2 separate regions of the Zea mays genome follow, and region 2 is linked to region 1. The links are chromatin contacts, called in public Hi-C maps. All regions are on one chromosome and are shown on one strand. Each heading gives the region's core, a stretch centred on a gene start, on an enhancer-like site or on the middle of the called end of the contact. The rest is flanking DNA. Distances are from core to core; before and after follow the strand shown.

Region 1 (7,367 bases), core at 3,411-5,910:
TATTTCTCAAAGTGTTCTTTTGTTATTGGCTTACCTGCGTTCAGCTTCACTTGGTGAAATATCATCCTCAAGAACTTGCATGAACTGTTTGTATGTCATCAAACCTTCCCTGGAAAGAGTCATAATTAATAAGATCACAAAAGCATGTTGTCACAAACTCAAACTATGTTCTAATATTTCTGTTTGGAATGTTAGAATGGATAGCTCCAGAAACTTAAACAAATCAGAAGATTATACAAAATTGAGTGCTCATAAATATTCATAAAAAATGTATGAGTAAGAATTTGGTATGCAACTGTAGTCTTCAGTAACAATCACTGATTTGTTTCATTTGGATTAGGTCAGACATCTGATCAAATGAATACCTCCTGGACTCCCTGGGGGGTATGCTGTAAGCCTGTCCAAACCCAAGAGTATCAGAGTAAGAAAGCTTTTATTTGTTTCATTGTTGTTCATTTGTGAAGTTAGCATGCTTCCACATGCACATGGAGTTCATATGAGGTCTTCAACCCAGATTGCCAGAGTGCTTTTATGCACACTGAGCGAGAATTGTTTAGACGGTAAGGATCCCAATCAAAATATAATTGAGCCTTCCTAATTCCAACAGTAGACACTAAGGTGTTGTTTGGTTCACGAAATGTAACGTAAATGGCAACGGTAATGATTCACACTCGAGTACAAGGTTATTAAAACGATAAAACGTTGGAACGCTCATGGGTGAAATTTTGACTTTTAAACGTTTAAACTTTGTTTAAACGTAGTTTTAAACAACATAGGAAAAATACCAATACATCATAATTTCAGACAATAATATGAAGTTAAATACCAAAACAGAGAGGTTACTGGCTTACCAAAACTTCACCCAAGAGTTGGATTGAACCCCAAAAGTAACTAATAGACTGGGCTCAAAAGTAGCTAATAGTCTAAAATGCATAAAACACTGCGTTTTACAGTTTAGAACGCCAAAACGCTAAAACGTGGTTTCAACCTCTAATTAGAGTTTTGACGTTTAAACGTAGTTTTAATAACACTGCTCGAGTACCAGTAATAACAAGTTTGAATAGGCCGGTGTTAGTTCCTAGTGTGGTATCTGATTACGGTTGGACCTAAACAAACATGATCTATCGTTATTATCTAACGTTATTAGTTACCCATCACGTTACAAATATGTGAACCAAACGGCACCTAAGGTTTATTGAACACAGGCACACGATGGTATTTTGTATCTTATTTATTTATTGTAGTGGAAAAGAATTCTCTTTATTTTTCATTTGATAAAAACGGGCAGCCGGTGCATGTACTCCCGCTTGCGCGGAGTCCGAGGAAGGGTCAGACCCATTTGGGTCTATAGTACACAGTGTTTCCCTGCATTTGCAAGAGGCTGTTTCCATGATTCATACCCGCGACCTCCTGATCACAAGGCAGCAGCTTTACCACTGCGCCAAGCCTCCCCTTTTCTCATATGATGTTAAAGAATTTCAAAGAGGTGAGTAAAATGGGGCATCATCTCATTTTGCATATGATTCATTGGTCGCTAAAATTAAAGATGGGTGAAATAGGAGGGAAAAAATGAAATTGCATAGGTGGCAGGATAAAACAAATTTAATCGGGGGCAGTGATCTGTGCTTTTCCTTTAAGTTAGCACAAGCATGAACATACAAAATATTAAATAAGGACAGAGAAAGTATAAATCAACTCTCAACAGCATGCAAAATTATCAGGCAGTTCATTTTTAAGAGAAAATGACCTGTAATGACCCATGCTATATTAGGAATAAGAATCATGCATGTCCCTCCTCTAAAGCGGGGTCCCCTGTTTTCAAGTCGGCGACTAGTCGTCGGGTCGGCCCTGGGATCTCGACTGGTGAGGTCGGCTCGACTTTTCTGGCAAGTCGGGCGACTTGGAAACGACTGGAAATTCTCAGTCGACTAGTCGTCGACTTGGTCTGGCAAGTCGGCCGACTTGTGTCCCAGTTCGGCCCAAGCAGCCCAAAGGCCCATTATACAACATAAACCCTACCTCCAACATCTCTGGCCGCCTCCAGCCCCTCCTCTACACGCCGCCCACCTCTGGCCGCCTGCAACCCCTCCTCTGCATGCCGCCCCTCCTCTGGCCGCCACCCCTCCTCTGCACGCCGCCCCTCATCTGCACTGGTGAGTCCTGCTCCCCTCCCCCGCCCTCACAACAAGCTCTAGGGAGATGGAAGATTCTATTTGATTTCCAATTTGAACTATTAACTATATGTCTATATATGGCTGTTATGACTTATGAGTTTATGACTAATCACTTATGTGGCTGATTTGGTTCAGTTTGAGGCTTCAAATGAGGTAAGCCTTGCTGTTTATTTCAGTTTCATTCAATTTCAGGCTTCAAATGAGGTAAAACATGCCCTTTCTTCATATATAAATGCTATATTGTCTATATGAAGCCATTATATAGGCAAAACAGCCACTATATTGGCAAGTCGGCGACTAGTCGACTGACTTACCGACTAGTCACCAAGTCGGTACCTTGACAGCTTGACTCGACTTATCGAGTTGAAAACCTTGGCAGGGTCATCAATGAGTAGGAGCTTCATTGCAGTAATACAGAAACCAGGAACCAATATTGTTCAGAAGTATAAATTTCTTAAGTGTTATGAATTGTTAATTTAAGGAATTGCCAGTATAAATGTATGCATAATGTGATATGCTGGGAAAAAACTGTGAATGGTCTCATATTACATTGTGAAGAAAAGAGCGCTTGTGAGTTCCAAACGAAGCCTCTGCCAATTGATTGTTAACGGATAGAGAATGTTCTCATCAGATTCTCCATTTGACTGCATCCGAAACATATATGGATTCTGCTTTCGAGTATATAGCTGCATCTCAATATATACATATACTAGTGGTATACTGGAGGAAGCTATTTGTTGTAGCAGCACAAACTGTAAAGAGAGCAGAAGGCTTGCTGGTGGTGGGTAACAAGAGTAATTAGGTTGTGGTAGACAGAAACTTTGGCCTGATAAATCATCCACATCTTTTGCTTCCGAACATCAAATATGGGGAATTTTCTGAGAAGATTCTCTACCCGTTAACAATGCATAGAGCACTTGACAATATGAGCTTGATTTGAATTCTCCACAAGCAGTGATGAGTTCTGATGACTCTTATATACAGTGATAGCAACCAATACCCCGCAAGACAAAATTTTGAAGTGGCTCATAACGAAGATTCAAAAAAGCAAACAAAAAAAATCTGTCATTAGTTACATCATCAGTACCTTTGGGTGACCCCTGGACCATCATTGGCCGCTCCGTACCCCGAATCAGGCCAATCTGGGTACAGAAGTTGCATGTCAAGTGATTGTCATAAATCATAAACAAATAACAAGTCATTCGTCACAAGTTATTTGTCGCCAGACATAAAACTAAAGAACAGCCATTTTATATAGAAGCAGAGAACATATAGCTACTTAAGTTGAGAAGGTTCATGTGATCAACATTGTACTGTAAGGTCACAGCAAGAACAAACGAACTACTCCCTCTGGTCCGTTTTCTAATGCACGAATAGATGGATTGCACATACCAAAGAGGAAATTAATCCAGCCCTTTGATGCCATGCCAAGGTGCCCGTATTAATTGGATTTGGTTCCATACTATGCATGCGGTTCCAGTGATGCTTCACAAAAAGTAATATACAGCTAGCTGGCGCCTTCCTATCCGTCAAGGACTCAAGGCCACATGTAACGCTTGCTTCAAAACTGGTATGTGTGTTAAATCACCAGTGCTAGTTGCTTGGACTCCTGTGCACCGACATCTTGGAATAACCACATGTCTTTACCAGACTTCAGGAAAAACACAAGAATGCTGGAGAGACTAGGGAGTAACAACTAGTACACGAAGATCTCCATCTTTTTCAATTTTAAATTTATATTCACATTTGTTACTTTAGATCTTCTATTACCAAGATTATTAATATATTCCTACAACTGAACTTTGCATGAGAAGAGTCCTCACCTGGAGCACGGTTCAGATATCTGCCCTGGTTCCTGTCATCTTCATACCCACCTCTGCCGCCACCTCGCTCATGGTCATAACCTCGCCTGAACAACCACACGGTAAGCACACATACCACCTGCAAAAACTTTCCGTGCACAGAAACCCCGACGGACGATTGAGCCAAAGCCCCTCACCTCCTATCATCGTACCCGTAACGCGGCGGGCTCCCGCGGCCCCCGCGGCGGTCGTACCCGTCGTCCCTCCGCGACCGCTTGAATGGCGGCGACGGGGATCTCCTGGACGGCGAGTGGCGGCGGCTGCCCCGGTACGGCGGCGGGCTGGGGCTGCTCCCGCCCCGCCCTCCGCCGCTGCGGTGGTCCCGATACCTTTGGGGCCGGGACGAACCCAGCGGAGGCGGCGGCGGCGGCGGCGGAGAGCGACTCCGCTTCCGGCTCGCCGCCGGGGGGCCCCCGGGTGGAGGCGGGGGCAGCTGCGGCGAGCGGTCCTCCGGGCTATCCGGGGGAGGTGGCGGCGGACGGCGCGCGCGCGGCGCGTCGGAGGCCGGGTCAAGCACATCGGCCATTCGCGCGGTGGGGCTAGGGTTTGAGCGAGTAATTGGGGACGGAAGCCGGCGGGGACTGATACACGAGATAGTAGATGACGGAAGCATCATGAAATCTGGTGTTAGGAACGGCAGAGATTGACCGATGTATACGTGTACAGTTTAAGAACAATCACGATTTTAGGACAACTTCCCTAATACCGTTGGATGTATATATTAGACCACAGAATTATGAATTGGAATCAACTTTCCAAGATTATGGGGGTGTTTGGTTAGAGGGACTAAAGATTAGTCTCTAGTTTTTAGTCTCATTTAGTCCTTTTTTTTGCCAAACACTAGGACTAAAATATGGACTAAAATGATTTAGTCTTTAGTCCTTCACATAGGTGCTAAAGGAGACTAAAAGCCCACGTGAGTGTATTCCAAGAGCATTTAAGTCTTTGGACAATGTATTTAATGACTTTAGAACCTATTTAGTCCCTAAAACCAAACAAGTAGGGACTAAAGTTTAGTCCTAAGACTAAAGTTTAGTCCTAAGACTAAATGAAACCAAACATGGCCTATGTTGTTTGTTTGCACATGAAAATAAGATTTGGAATCAGATACTCAATTCTTGTCTTTTCAAATACAGAGCATCACCCCTATGTATTGAGTGGAATTGGACCACACAATTCTAAACTCCAATTCGGTGGCATCCAAACAATTGAATTGAAATTTGGTGACATCCAATTCGCTGCGTGGAATTGTGTTGTCATCTGTTGGGAGCCTTCGTCTTCCGAAGGTTCTCAAAAACATGATTTAACAATGTTTTCCAAGTGTGACATATGAACAGGTACCTTCGGACTCGGATTAAAATCATACGCTATGTGAAAAGCATGATTGAGACGAAGGATGATGCTGCTCCGAAGCTACATGTAAAGAAACTTCGACTAAATGGCGGAAAGATGAACCGACCTAAAGGGGAAAAGGTTATTCAGTCCTGTTGGTTTATCCATAAGTCAATAGTAAATATAAAAGGCATGATGTAAATTTACACAGGCTGCGTCATGTGCCTATAAATAGATGAACAGTACCCCTGTACTGTTCATGCTGACTGGTACTCGCTTGTGCGTCACGCTTGTACTTTTTACCTTATGTCAAGTCGAAGGTACATATGTAACTCAATATTGTCTTTATTTTTCCATGTTAATATAATGAGGATGAAGTGATAATGTTATATGATCGTTCATGTTGTCTCTTATATCTCATACACTTCTTCTCTTGTTAACATATACTACGATGATGAAGGTATGTCCTTCATGACCTTCGTCTGAAGATCATTATATCCTAAGGGAGATAATGCTTCGAAGGACGAAGGGCATTAACATTTAACATTCTATGTTGTCTTGTTCTTAATTCATAGTATTTGAGAACAAGTCCCCAACATTGGCGCCCACCTCTGGTGAACTCATTCGACCACCTTCGGCAAGCCCTGACCTTCGTCATGCCGCCGAAGAAAGCTTCAGCGTCAGGGGCTGCTGCGCTGCAGCCTCTGGACCCAAACCAGGAAACTCTTTCTCTCCGATAGGCTCGAAGCTAGAAGAGGAAGGCCACCAGTCCAACACTCCAGGAGGAGGAGTTGGACCAAGAGATCAGGGATATGGAAATCATTCATCAACAAGTGCAAAGGAAGAAGGAGAAGATGGCTCGGCTGGCCGATCTTCAAAGGAAGATTGACGAAGCTACTGAAGAAGTGTGTCATCTTGCTCAAGATGAACAAGATCGAAGGCCCCAACACAGGGAGCTTCGTCAGGAAGGCTTATTCAACGAAGATAGATGGTATGATGATTTTAATCATGATACCTTTACTTTTGATGATGCTTCTCCCTTGACAGCAGAACTGCAGGCTATTCTATGGCCACAATCTTACAAGCCATCTCAGCTACCAATGTACGATGGGCACTCAGACCCAAAACAATTTCTGATGAGCTATGAGGCAACAATATCCTCATACAGAGGTAATGCAGCTGTCATGGCTAAGTCCTTCGTCATGGCAGTCCGGAATGTGGCCCAGACATGGTATTATTCCCTTCAGCCAGGGACAATCACGTCGTGGCAGAAGCTCAAGGACATGCTGGTGACCAGTTTCCAAGGCTTTCAGACGAAGCCAGTCATAGCTCAGGCCTTGTTCCAGTGCACGCAAGATCATGAGGAATACCTCCAGGCGTATGTCCGAAGGTTCTTGCGACTAAGGGCACAAGCACCCACAGTGCCCAATGAAATTGTCATTAAGGCCATGATTAAGCGTCTTCGGCCAGGACCCACGGCTCAGTACTTCGCCAGGAAGCCCCCACAAACTCTGGAGAAGCTGCTTCAGAAGATTGATGAATACATTCGGGCCGACAACGACTTCCGCCAAAGAAGGGAGTGTTGGGGGCCTTCGGCTTCCGAAGGTCCTCAAAAACAAGATTTAACAGTGTTTCTGGAGTATAATGTGTGAACAGGTATCTTCGGACTCGAGTCGATATCATAGTAGGAGAAGCCCAAACAATACGAAGGTTGATATAGCGCCGAAGATGTGAGCAGGAAAGCTTCGGCGTGGTAGCAGAAAAGGAAACCGACTTAAAGATGAAAAGGCTATTCAGACCTCGGTGGATTACTATAGAATTACTACCAAATGTAAAGGGCATGGATGTAAAATTTTATATGGGCTGTGTTCCGTGCCTATAAATAGGTGAACAGTACCCCCGTACTGTTCACGCTGACTTGGCATTTGCTTTTGCGTCACACTTGTATTTTCGCCTTCTTTCAAGCCGAAGGTACATTTGTAATGTGATATTATTTCTA
Region 2 (7,367 bases), core at 1,606-4,105, 240 kb after region 1:
GGGCCGTGCCGGCGACGGGCCGTGCCGGTCCGTTTGGCCATCTATAGGGTCGGGCGAGGCGGAGACCGTCTTCCGGAGTCGAGGTAGAGTCCGAGCCCTGGGGTCGGGCGAGGCGGAGACCGTCTTCCGGAGTCGAGGTTGAGTCCGAGCCCTGGGGTCGGGCGAGACGGAGACCGTCTTCCGAGGCCGAGACGGGGGCCAAGCCCTGGGGTCGGGCGAGGCGGAGCTTCCTACGGCGCCCGAGGCTGGACTTAGCTGCTGTCGGCCTCACTCTGGCGAGCGGCACATCAGTCGGAGCGGGGCAGACGGCGCTGTTTTCCTATCGGGTCAGTCAGTGGAGTGGCGAAGTGACTGCGGTCACTTCGGCCTTGTCGACTGAGGAGCGTGCGTCAGGATAAGGTGTCAGGCGATCCTTGCATTGAATGCTCCTGCGATACGGTCGGTTGGCGTGACGATCTGGCCAAGGTTGCTTCTCCGCGAAGCCCACCCGAACTGGGCCTCGGGCGAGTCGAAGGTGCGCCCGTTGCTTGAGGAGACCCTCGGGTGAGGCGTGAATCTACCTTGGTCTACTGTTCCTGCCCGAGGCTGGGCTCGGGCGAGGCGAGATCGTGTCCCTTGAGTGGACGGAGCCTTGACCGGAATCGCGCCCATCAGGCCTTTGCATCTTTGTGCTGATGGGGGTTACCAGCTGAGATTAGGAGTCTTGGGGGTAGCCCTAATTATGGTCCCGACATTCATCAAGTCCTTTGAAAATCTTATTCCACAAACTTTTCGAATCACACTCACCGTCACCTTCCATCTTCTATGCCACCATACTTTAAAAACTTTGACTCTACAAAAATCTTGGAATGACTTATATTTTGGGACGGAGGGAGTACCATTTCAAGACCAAAACAAAATCCATAATTAGAGACATAAAAACCATAGATTGTCTAAATCATCGCTATCATTCAGTATAAAAGCCCACACATGCAAAACATTAGGCATGAGACGTGGGCAGTTAGTTTGGGCATAAAATCTGAGCCTGAAGTCTGACCCTCCCTCAAAAAGAACTCAAACTCGAAACTGTTTAGCCTAATACCCGAAACCCGATGAGCTTCTGCAGGCTGCAAGTATCAAAACTCAAAACCCGAACATAGCCGGTTCTTGCATTCTTGGTGTTATATTTATTTATCATTTGATCAATGCCGTTGGTATTGTTGTTATTCACACTTTTATCAACATTTATTGTCATTGGCAAGATATGGTCGACTTCTTGTTTTGTAACATGTGCGAATAATAGTTGACTGATGTATAATTTAGAAGTGAATTGTTTAGGCTGACTGATATTTAGGTAGGACGAGCTACCGGAATGCGAACCTAAAATTTATAATTACCCAAAATTTTGGTTATATCATCTGAACAATCTAATTTTGGATAGTCTCTAGATACCCGAAATTCTAAAACCCAAAGAAACTGATCGGGCTAACCCCCACGCTAGGGGCTTGTTCGGTTATACCTCAATCCATATGGATTGAGGGGGATTGAGGGGGTTTCAATCCCTAGTAAGTCAAAATCCCCCTCAATCCGTATCAATCCCCTTCAATCCATATGGATTGAAAATAACCGAACAAGCCCTAGGTGGGTAGTGTCATCACGGGGCAAGAAGCCATGGACAAAGGCTGAAAAATCGGAAACGAGCCAAATCAAGGCCCTGTCTAGACACTGTCACGCACGTTGGTGCTTGGCACGAGTAAGCCGTAAAGGCAGCTAGCTCAGCTCCAACCCCAATCCAAGTCGGCGAAGGGAAAAGTTCACATATTCTTTTCTTCTCACGTTTAAATAGCAAAAAAAAACTAAAAATATATAGAAATAGAGATTTAAACCATGATAGTTAGATTTAATTAAAAATGTATCTACGTCCATTTAACAAAAATGACACATGTTTTTATGTTTTATACCTATAATAATGTGTAATATAGATATTTATAGAAAAATGGGAAAACATAAAACCAGGTCAGGCTAGGCCGGGCCAACCGTGACGCGCCTGCTAACCAACGCGCTAGGTTATGTTGGGGTCAGACCGTGAGAGTAAAACTGTGCTAGGTTATGGGTTTACCAGGCGCCTCGATCCGTTTGAACATCTCTAGGTTCCATCGACTCGTTTCCAAGCAAGAAGAAAGGGAAGGAAAGGAAACCCGTTGCTTCCTGCAAATGCAAAGGGATGGAGCGGCCGGATCTCAACGCGAGATGCCAGGCGGCAGGCGCCTGCATGCACATTGGACGACGACGTGGCGATGGCGACCGACGGTGAAAGAGACAACCACATGCATCATGCATGTACGCACGCACGCGGCCTGGCGGAGAGACGACGGAGAGCCCCTGATGATCATGTGCCGCGGCAAAGGCTACGAGCGGAGCCCCTCCTAACCGTAGCCGAACTGCTCGCAAGCGCGGCCCAATGACGCGTGCGCTTTTCCACGCGATGGAGCAGGGGAGGGGAGGAGACGGACGCAACGCGAACGAGCAAGCCGCCCGCCCGGCCGCGTGGCGTGATGTAACCGTAGCGGAAAGGCGGCGGCCCACATGCCCGATGCGGGGGCCTGGGGGTTGGGTTGGGTGTGCTGGCGCTGGCGGGCGACGCACGCGGGCAGGGCAGGCTTTTGCGCCTGGGCGAGTGGAGCGGTGCCGGTGCGGCGGCGTTCCGGTAAGGGAAAGGAAACAGGCGGCGTTGTGTGCTGTGCTGTTGCCGTTCCGTGCAGCCGTGGGGACGGACGGACGAGAGAGCGACCGACCGACCGACGTCACCCGCGCGGCGCGCACCGGATGACGCCCATGCCACTGCCAGCTCCGCTCCGTTTGCTCGCTGGCAAATAGCCGCCCCCGCGCCCGGCGGGGCTGCCGCGTGCCCGCGTCTGCGCAGCCTCGGCTGCCGCCGCCTGCTCCCACACTCACCCTCACACGCACGCACCCCCCTCTGCCGCGGGTCTCCCCAATAAAAATAGCAAGCCACGACGCCAGTGCTCTCCCGGCCCGCGCCTCGCTCTCTCTTGTCTCGCCCGCTAGCTCCCATCCCAGCCTCCCACCGCGCCCGCCTGCCCCAACATCCCCCCTCCCCGCTCCGCTCCACGCACGGCTCCAGATCTGCTACGGCGGCGGCCGGTGGACGCCGCGCCGCGCGTGCCGGAGGCGGTGACGGTGGGTGGCGCTCCACTCCCCGCGCCCCAGCGCTTCGAATCCCGACCGCAGCTCACGCCCCTCCTTTTTTGCCCGTGCAGTGAGCGGCGGATCCTGCCCGGCCGTGCCATCCTGGCGACGATGACAGCGTAAGCGGGCGGCGGACGACCGCGCCCCCCCGGCCCCTACTCCCGAGGTACCTACGACCTGTGCCCGCTTCCTATGCCTTGCGTGCGTTCGGTTCTCGGTCCGGCCGATCCGCCGCGGCACTCGACTCCGCACGCTGCCAGACCGGCGACGAGCGGCGGCGGAAGGGAGGGACGGGTGGGGATCCGAGCTTGAGCTTCCACCCTCCGTGTTTCTTTTTCTTTATATCTGTTTGTTTATCGGTGGCGGTGCTCACTGCTCTGCCTCCTCGTCGGACGATCTTAGCTCGGGGAGCCGCGTCCGACTATGGTGGAGTCCAATCAACGCTGCCTGCCGCGGGAATTGGCGCTCCAGTGAGGTTGGGACTGGATTAGGGGTGCGTGTGCGTATGACGTGCTCGTTTAATGCATGCTCCCTCCACGAACCAAAAAAAAAGATTTGGACATAAGACAGACTCTTGCCTCTCTTTTCGTTTTGTCAAAGTCGTTTCAGAGAGATTAGGGAATTGGGGGTTACAGCATGTTATCAAAGTGGGACCTTGCCTTCGCTTAGGAAGTATGCTTATCAAAGTCCAACTGGTCAAAAAAAAACGAACAATTTGAATTCTTCGTAGCATCATTGCAAAGAGCATATTCATTCATTATTTTTGTTCATGCTACTAGCAAAAGTAAGAAATTTGCACAAGTTCACTCTGTTGTCTGTTAAACGGTTTGTACAACCTGACTGGGTCTTCCCAGTGTACAGTATTAAGAAAATTACACGGTTCGTATGACATGACTTGGTGTTCCCTGCGTGTAGTATTAGGAAAGCTAACCTATTCTCTTAAAAGAGTTGATGACGCTTCACCTTTTGGTTTCTTATAATTTTATCTCCTACTAGGTCATTGGCGTGTGCTCCTTGGCAGAAAATGGCGATGATGGTGGATCCCCCCAATGGCATGGCAAGTCAAGGAAAGCATTACTATACTATGTGGCAGACACTGTTTGAGATCGACACCAAGTACGTGCCGATCAAGCCCATCGGAAGAGGAGCTTACGGAATCGTTTGCTCATCTGTTAACCGCGAGACCAATGAAAAAGTCGCGATAAAAAAGATAAACAACGTCTTTGACAACCGTGTGGATGCGCTAAGGACGCTGAGAGAGCTGAAACTCCTTCGGCACCTGAGGCACGAGAATGTTATTGCTCTCAAGGACATAATGATGCCTGCGCATAGAAGGAGCTTCAAGGACGTTTACTTGGTTTATGAGCTCATGGACACTGATCTGCATCAAATAATTAAGTCATCTCAACCACTATCCAATGACCACTGCCAGTATTTCCTTTTTCAGGTAAGTTTCGCAAGGATCCTGTTTTCAAATAGTTATGTCCTTTGCTCTTGTTTCTTTATTGATGTATATATGTTCAGTAATCTGTCATCAGTCATTACATTGAGAAAGTATGATCATTTTCTCACATGAACTGAGGGGCATTAAGTAATTTCTGTTGTCACACTGAATCTACTATCAAATTGATACAATTCTGTCATGTGCACTGAAATCGGCAAAATTCAGCCCAATAATTGCATGTATCAGAATGGAGATAAATGGAGGACCTGTTTTTTTATTGACTTATTGAAGTTCAATGGGAATGAAGCCAAAGACAATGCTCCCAAAGGCATACAAAAGATTGTGTGTTAGGGTCTGAAGATGAATTGTGATGTTCTACTTCTGAGCACATGGTTGTGTATTCGAGATACCAACTTCATGAGATTATTTTTTAGCGTGAAACTTAAACTATGGAAACAAATATCATCATTTGGTTGTTTTCATGCGCACCCCTGAAATGCTGCGGTAGTGTTAGCACATGCTATGAACTAGTAAACAGAAACACAACAATATTTTGCCACCTCGACATAGGACATTTGACATAAAAGGTAGCCACTAAGTAACCCAATACTTGCACTTGTTTGTCTGTGCATTATGCTCAATCTGAATGCCATCGTTAGGAATTTCTGGTATATCCTATTGAGATATGAGATTCTTGCCCTTATGCAGATCAGAAAATAGGGCTGAGAATTTGCAGCCTTGTCATAAGCTATGCTAGTCATATTTGGCAACACGATCTTCCAGTGGTGTGGTTGGCTAGATACTGTTTAATTTAAGTATTCTGTTTGGTTAATTTACCAGAAGTACATATATGGTGATACAGTAGTGGTTTCGTTAGTCTGATTTGGATCCACAACCATGGATCAAGCATCTATTTTCTTAGTGTACTTTGGCTTATATGAAAAGAACATGCTTGCTACACTTGTGGCCTGGAGGTCCTGGGTCTGAACCAGCATTTTTGCAAAATTAAGCAAGGGTTAAGGTTGTATAGAAGTTCCCTTCTCCTGACTCCCACCTTCTGTTGGAGCTTTTAGCACTAGATATGCCCTCATCGGTTATCACTTTGGATGATATGAGGTTATTCTTGCTGAGTTCAACTTGTTAGATTTGTATATCTGGACAAGCCTTATATGAGCATGGGAATCTGTTCCATTCACCATTTCTCTTTGTGGTTAAGGTGGGAACGAGTCATATTGGCTTTTCAGCATGATGTTTCTATGGTCATTGGAAAGGCAACAAGATACCGAAATTGGTACCTCCCTAGTTATAATGGTGGCATCTCTTGTTACTTTCTCAAGGAGGATAAAAGGCACCTTCAACTCAGTCAGTAGTCATTTGGCTGGGTACCTTTCCTGGTTCAGGCAAAGGCACAAGTGGGCCAATATCCATTTGAAAGCACAGCGTTGGGAATTTTCTACTTTTGAGATATCATATCGGATAACCTGTTGCCTTGTTGAAACTTCAACCATACTCTAATTTCATACTGACATCCAGAGTTCTATTATTTCTTAGTAGTTTGTCTTATTCATGCGTAAAACTGCAAATCATTTATAATTCTGGACTGAACACAGCATACGGTTATATTTTCCGAAAATCTGAAGTCAACAGCTATTTACATTTCCAGAACATTAACCCATCTCAGAAGTTTGGCCAAGTTAGACATGGCAGCATTTGAAACTATTGTATATCTTTTTCTTTTTACGAATACAAAGGAGAGCACTAAAAAAGCATCTGAAACTACTATCTAACAAGTTGCATTTCTTTTTTTTCTCAAATACAAAGGAGAGCTGAGTATCGTTTCATTAAACAGGAAAAAAAGACGAGTATAACCCCACCACCACACCAAACCACACTAAAACAGCATTTGAAACTACTATCTGAAGCTGAGATGTTGGAAAATAATACTATATGGTCCTAACATGAGAGAATCATATGAGCAAATGTAGGCTTGGCTTCAAGCTTGGACCACAGATCTTAGGGGAGTGGTTGTGAGAAGATATGATTTGTTAGCAACCCAGACAAGTTATTGGGGACAAGGATAAACTTGGACCACATACCACCAGTGGCTAGGAAATAATATTATTTAGGTGGTCTTGATTGGGATGTCCTTGACAGGTTCTTGTTTTTCCTCTGAAGTAGCATGTTTGTTATTCGAAAAGTAAACCTTATCATGTCAAGTGGAAACTTCTATTACTGCTCTCGAATGTTGATTTTTCTTAGGGATTGTTTTATTGTAAACATCTCAGCATTTGTTTCCAGATTCTTTTACTTTGTTGATGTCAGTTCTTGAGTTTCCTTTTGCTGAACTAGTACTTATTTGCCACCTTTTCTCTTGACTGTAGCTGCTCCGAGGCCTGAAGTACCTCCATTCAGCCGGGATACTCCACAGAGACCTAAAGCCAGGGAACCTCCTGGTCAACGCAAACTGTGACCTGAAGATATGCGACTTCGGGCTCGCCCGCACGAACAACACCAAGGGCCAGTTCATGACGGAGTACGTGGTGACCCGCTGGTACAGGGCACCCGAGCTGCTGCTCTGCTGCGACAACTACGGCACGTCCATTGACGTCTGGTCTGTGGGGTGCATATTCGCGGAGCTGCTTGGCCGCAAGCCGATCTTCCCAGGAACCGAGTGCCTGAACCAGCTCAAGCTCATCGTCAACGTCCTCGGCACCATGGGCGAGGCCGACCTCGCGTT

Evidence for each region. Hi-C and Micro-C count contacts between places; a contact is called where the count stands out from the background.
Region 2: a contact with region 1 is called in a Hi-C map of leaf mesophyll, with 4 times the contacts expected there. The contact joins the promoter of LOC100283121 here to the promoter of LOC100279372 in region 1. A contact is called at or near these places in 5 of 25 Hi-C or Micro-C datasets (bundle sheath, ear, leaf and 2 more).

Annotation. Positions count from the first base shown.
Region 1 is chr5:57,613,393-57,620,759 of Zm-B73-REFERENCE-NAM-5.0, forward strand. LOC100279372 (putative SERRATE-related C2H2 zinc-finger family protein) reads right to left here and starts at 4,661. Exons shown (of 12, transcript NM_001152388.1): 1 at 4,174-4,661; 2 at 3,998-4,083; 3 at 3,262-3,316; 4 at 35-109. The coding sequence starts at 4,652.
Region 2 is chr5:57,853,924-57,861,290 of Zm-B73-REFERENCE-NAM-5.0, forward strand. It overlaps LOC100283121, which reads left to right and starts at 2,856. Exons shown (of 4, transcript NM_001156023.1): 1 at 2,856-3,177; 2 at 3,258-3,352; 3 at 4,183-4,633; 4 at 7,012-7,367. The coding sequence starts at 4,211.